2 separate regions of the Macaca mulatta genome follow, and region 1 is linked to region 2. A link is a contact called in public Hi-C data. All regions are on one chromosome and are shown on one strand. Each heading gives the region's core, a stretch centred on a gene start, on an enhancer-like site or on the middle of the called end of the contact. The rest is flanking DNA. Distances are from core to core; before and after follow the strand shown.

Region 1 (2,853 bases), core at 352-2,851, 190 kb after region 2:
TGAGATATAACTATTTTTTCTGAAAACAATGTGAGCTATGGACAAGTACGCTGTGATTAAAGGGAGAAAAGTTGTTAACGACTCCCAAAATTTCCTTTCCTTATGAAATTTACATATGTAACAGGCAGTTAAAATAAAACTACCAGACTTAATGCATACTGAACAGAAATCTTGTTTCAAAGAAAAGATATGAAATATGGAGGCACTTTCACCACACAAATATCCCATTACATATGCTAACTGCAATATTTATGTTCAAAACTCTAAGAACGTGTCTGATACTCTTTGAAGGGAATTCCTGAAAATGAACTTCTGTGCAAACCTGAAGCTTCAATGCATGTGTTTTAAAAAGGAATGTTTACTGAATTTAAACAAAAGGGAAATTGGCAATATGGACACGTGATCACCTCACAACTCTCTGACAGTAATCTCTGCACTGCCATTCTTTAAACATCATTAAAAGGTATTGCGAATAGTTTAAGTATTAAAAATACCTAATGTAAGAATGATTCTATGTTTGAACACACATTTATGTTCAAACATTCATATGAGTAAAAATGCTTAAAACCACCCCTTGGGTAACTAACAACATAAACTTGCGATTGCAAATTTTATGGCTCTTACTACAGAACAAAAATTAGAATGAAAAGACCACTTATCTTTAGAGGACAAGCATGAGCTTGTCTTCTAACAGCACAATAACAAACGTATTTATTCCTCCGTGCTTTCAAAGACATCAACACAAGGGAATCACTAAAAGTGTAGGGGAAAAGAAACCACTAGGCTGGAGCTTTGGTGTCTACGCAGATCCTTCTGGAAAGGCGCTTAGGGAGAGTCTAGGGAGCAGCTCTGACGTCAGCGGCAGCCATCGGAAGTCAGGTCTGTTCTACCAAAGCAGCGACGCACGCCCGGCAGCACCCGCGGCGCAGGAGGGCGCCATCCCCAGCCCCGCGGGTCCGAATCGCACGCGGCCGGGGCCGCTCTCCCGTGAGGAGAGCCCGGCGTGGACCGGCGTGACGGCCACAGCGTGCTGCGGCCTCTCCCCGGGGGCTCCTCCACAAGGACCCCTGCGGGGGCCGGGCTCGGCCGTTGCCGCTCGGGACAGCCATCCCCTCGAATTCGCGCTCGCAGTCCCTGCCTTCACGCCCCGGGTTGGGAAGCGGGCGACGGCGCGCGAGATAAAGGAACTCGCATTCCCCGGCGCCGAGGCGGCAGCAGCGCGGTGCACAGCGGCTTCTGAGCGCGGCGTCGACGGGGAGCTGCGTGCGGCTCCCTGTTTCCTGGTTACGTGCGCGCCGGCAGAGCCAAAACCTGCGGCCGAAACTCCCGCTTCTCCGGAAGGATTAAAGGGCGGGCGCGCTATCAGGAGACGTGTCAAACTCAGCGCGCCTCATGGCGGCCGCGGCACCCCTCCCGCCCGGGCTCCCGTCCGTCCCCGCCCACTGACTTACCCTGCGCACGCGCGCTGAGGCTCCGTGCGGCGGCCGCGGGCCCCGCCCCGAGGTGGGAGGGCCTGGCGCATCCGCAGCTGGCCAATCGGCGGATGGCCTCGCGCGCCCGCCCCCGCCCCATCCTGCCCCCGGCGCCGGGCTCCACGTGCCAGTGTTTGTGTACGTGCGGCCTCCGCGGGGCTGGACCGGGTCCAGGTGGTTGGGGATTAGACTGCTCGGGCGCAACCGGAGCTGGGGCGCGGCTGCCAAGGGCCGGCCCGCAAGTCCCAGTGGTCTTTAAATTCTCCCGTGCTGGGGCCGGCGCCGGTGCGCACTCTTACCTGCCGCGGTGCGGCGAGCGTCCCACCGCTCTGCGCTTCCAAGGACTCTTGTCATCTGCCTTAGGCGGGAAATGCTGTTGCTGGATTGCAACCCCGAGGTGAGCTTTCGTCCTGCAGGCTCAAGTTTCCAGACGCGTTTTCTCGGGAACGCGGGGACTGACCACTGGGCGCTGCCTGGTCTCGCCTGGTCAGAGGTTGCGAAGGGCGAGGAGATTTCCAGCCTGGAGGGGCGCGGGACTGGACAAAGGTGAGAGAGGTGCTGGATCTGTTCTCTTCCCGCAGGTGGATGGTCTGAAGCATTTGCTGGAGACAGGAGCCTCGGTCAACGCACCCCCGGATCCCTGCGAGCAGTCGCCTGTCCACTTAGCCGCAGGAAGCGGCCTTGCTTGCTTTCTTCTCTGGCAGCTGCAAACGGGCGCTGACCTCAACCAACAGGTAACTAGGTAACTGATTGTTGCTGTGCACAGCCCTCCCCTCCAGCCCAGATCCAAACAAACATTTCTCAGACGCCGAGAGTTGCTTCAGCTCTATAGCAGCGATGTCCAACAGAAATAGAATGCAAGACACAGATGTAATTTAAAATTTTTTTCCAGTCTTGATGTGAGGACATGAGAAATTTCAAGTTTTTAAGTAGCCACATTAATAAACATGGAATTTTAGTATTTGACCCAATTTGTCCAAATTATCATCAGTTCAATATGTAATCAACATAAAGCAATTGCTGATTAGATGTTTTACATTTTCTTTTACTCTGTGTCTTCACAATCCGGTGTGACAGCATATCTCCAATCAGACTAGCCACATTTCAGATACTCTAGCCTTAAGTAGCTATTGACTCATATTGAACAGCACAGATCTAGTTTATTTCAAAAGAAGTAATTGCTACATTACTAAGTCTCCCGGTAGCAATTCAAATACTTGTGAGCTATGTCCACAAGCATTTTAATTTCCTAAAGAATTTTCTTAATGTAGTTTTCATCTTCCGTTGAATATTGAAACATGGTGAATTTTAAATTGTAAACTCTTCTGGGAGAACTCTTTTTATTTGCTTACATTTTAATGTATATGGATATGGCTACACG
Region 2 (2,744 bases), core at 128-2,627:
CCTTGATAGTTTGCTGTCCTCTTCCCCCACCCCTCCAGATACACACACCAGAACTATGCCTTTATCTGCATCTATGGTAAGGTCATACAAGTCCCCAAGAGCTGGAAGCCGGCTGCCTCCCTAAATGGCCACAGTTCACGCGCCATGGTGCGTAGTCCGGTGCCTGTGAGACTTTTCAGGTTTAAATTTTGGTTAATAACATCCAACAGCGTTATTGTAAAGATTTAAACACTCATGTGACTTAATTTACAGGAAAATTTACCCAACATTCCCATCCACTAAGCAATTCTTTTGATAACATTTACTACGAAGTGATTTAATTTACCACAGAGAATAAATAAGAAAAATGACTTAATAAAGTAGTTAAGACTCTCTTTACAACAGACTAGGAAAGGGTAAAATTAAAGGATAGTTCATCAGACCATAACAACCCTCTGGTGCTCAATCAAGACAGAGCTTTGCCAGGAGGGGCGTGGCTCACGCCTGTAATCACGGCACTTTGGGAGGCCGAGACAGGAGGATGGCTTGAGCCCAGGACTTGGGAGGCTGCAGTGAGACATGATCGTGCACTCCACCCTGAGGCACAGAGCAAGGCCTTGTCTCAAAAAATAAAAATAGAGACAGAGGCAAGTTTTCACCAAAGCTGCCTGGGAGTCACTGGACACACCCCACTTGCCAGGTCCTACAGTCAGCAGTAACCCGACTAGCGCTTTCACCGAACATCAGGAAAATACACAGAAAAGCACCGGACACTTTTTAAACTGTCATCTTGTTACTGTGACATTTCTGTAGTTAAATAGTACAATAGGCCTCCAACAAGATACCCAATTGGGTACATGAAAATCCCGGCCCAAATTAAACACCTGTTTCAAGGAACTCTGGGCTCTTGTCCACACCCCCTACCGTCCCCGGAAGGCAAATGGTCCCTCGGGCCTCGTGGGATAGGTTCGAGTACTTAGAGGTAGGAGGCAGTCGTCAGGGCCCTGCATGTGGTCGCGGCCCAATCTCAATTTAGGGATGATCCCGACCCTCAACGCCACCCGGAACGCGTGAGAGGGCGGGACCCACCGTTCTCGCCGGGGAACGGGGTGCGGCGGCGCCGGGACCCGCCGCCACGGGCGCCTCTGTCGTGGGGGCGCGGCCTCCCACCGCCCGCGCAGGCTTCGTTAAACCCACCCCGAGTACTCGCCGCCGCCTGGGCTCCGGAGCGGGGAAACGGATTCGAACGGAAAGGAGCGTGACCCCGCGAGCAGGGAGGCAGGAGCCGCTCGCGCGCCCCTCACCTGAGAGCCGCGGCCGCCACAGCCCCACGCGCGGCGCTGGCGCACTCCCGCGACCCTGAACGGGCTCCCGGCGCCGCGCGCCCGCGCTTCCGGAGGCGGAGAGAGCGGAAAGGGAAAGGAGGGGCGGCGCGGGGCCCGGCGCTTCGGGAGAGGCGGGGGCGCACGCCGGGCCTCGCGCGGCCCTCGCGGCGGGCGTCACAGAGCGCGGCGGGCAGGCGGCCAGGCCGGGGCTCCACGCGGGCGGAGCTGGAGGCCGGGCCAGGGACGCGCACACGAGAAGAGCCGCGGAAGAAGGCGGTCCAGCCCGCGTGGTTGCCAGGGCGCCCTAGAGGCATTACTGCTGCTCCCGGCTGCCTAGGGCGACGCGGGTAGGCCCCGTTGTTATCGTGAGTTAATAGGGAAAGCTGCCTTGATTATCTTGTAATTCTCTACCAAAACAAGAATAAAAAAGGACGGCGGCTGTGTGTTTGTGATATTTTCTATCAGCAAAGTTCAGTTCATACCACTAGTTCGTCCTATGGACCAGAGGCTGGTAGCAGAATGGAAAGACCTTTGCCGAGGGGTCCACGAGGTGGGTAGTTAAAACAATCTAAGGTAAAAATGATCTCTGCAGAATATATTGAATGCAATAACTTCTCGTTGAACTCTCAGGTATGGTAGGATGATGGCACCCCAAAAATGTGTACCTCCTAATCCCCACATCACGTGAATATGTCACCTTATGTAGCAGACAGGACTTAGCTGATGTGATTAAGGATCAAAATGGGAAGATTAACTTGGATTATCCAGTGGACCCAACGGAATCACAAAGGTCCTTATAAGAGGGAGACAAGAAGTTCAAAGTCAGTAGTGGGAGCTGTGAGCACAGAAGCTAGAGGTTGGAGTGATGTCAGAAAGAGGTAATGAGCCAAGGAGTGCAGGTAGGAGCTGCAAAAGGAGGAAACGGATTCTCTCCTGAAACCTTCGGAAGGAACCCGAGCCCACAAATTTTGATTTTAGACTTAAGACCTTCAGCACTGTAAGACGATACACTTGTGTTGTTTTAACTACTAAATGTGTAGTAATTTGTTATAGCAGCAATGGTACCCAATCCAGTAGGTACTCAATAAATATTGTTCATACCCTAAGTGCAAAGAAGGGTAGGAAATATGGGTCTTACCCTGTCCCGGGGAGTTCCAGTAAAGATTGTCTGTTTTGGTCCTTCACAATGCATTTTGTACTTGTTGGTCTTAATTACCAAAAGTATAATCAATTCTCTTTTTGTTGCCTAAAAGAAACCATTGGTTGGGCGTGGTGGCTCACGCCTGTAATCCCAGCACTTTGGGAGGCTGAAGCGGGTGGGCCATCTGAGAGGGGTTCAAGACCAGCCTGAATAATATGGTGAAACCCCGTCTCTACTAAAAATACAAAAATTAGCTGGGCGTGGCCGGGCGCGGTGGCTCAAGCCTGTAATCCCAGCAC

What was found. Hi-C and Micro-C count contacts between places; a contact is called where the count stands out from the background.
Region 1: a contact with region 2 is called in a Hi-C map of fetal cortex germinal zone, with 2.5 times the contacts expected there. The contact joins the promoter of ANKRD37 here to the promoter of CFAP97 in region 2. A contact is called at or near these places in 2 of 14 Hi-C or Micro-C datasets (fetal cortex germinal zone and fetal cortical plate).

What each region holds. Positions count from the first base shown.
Region 1 is chr5:193,828,510-193,831,362 of T2T-MMU8v2.0, forward strand. ANKRD37 (ankyrin repeat domain 37) reads left to right here and starts at 1,602. Exons shown (of 5, transcript XM_015139624.3): 1 at 1,602-1,869; 2 at 2,054-2,206. The coding sequence starts at 1,843. LRP2BP (LRP2 binding protein) reads right to left here and starts at 2,206. Exons shown (of 9, transcript XM_015139616.3): 1 at 1,772-2,206.
Region 2 is chr5:193,643,516-193,646,259 of T2T-MMU8v2.0, forward strand. CFAP97 (cilia and flagella associated protein 97) reads right to left here and starts at 1,378. Exons shown (of 4, transcript XM_078002495.1): 1 at 1,284-1,378.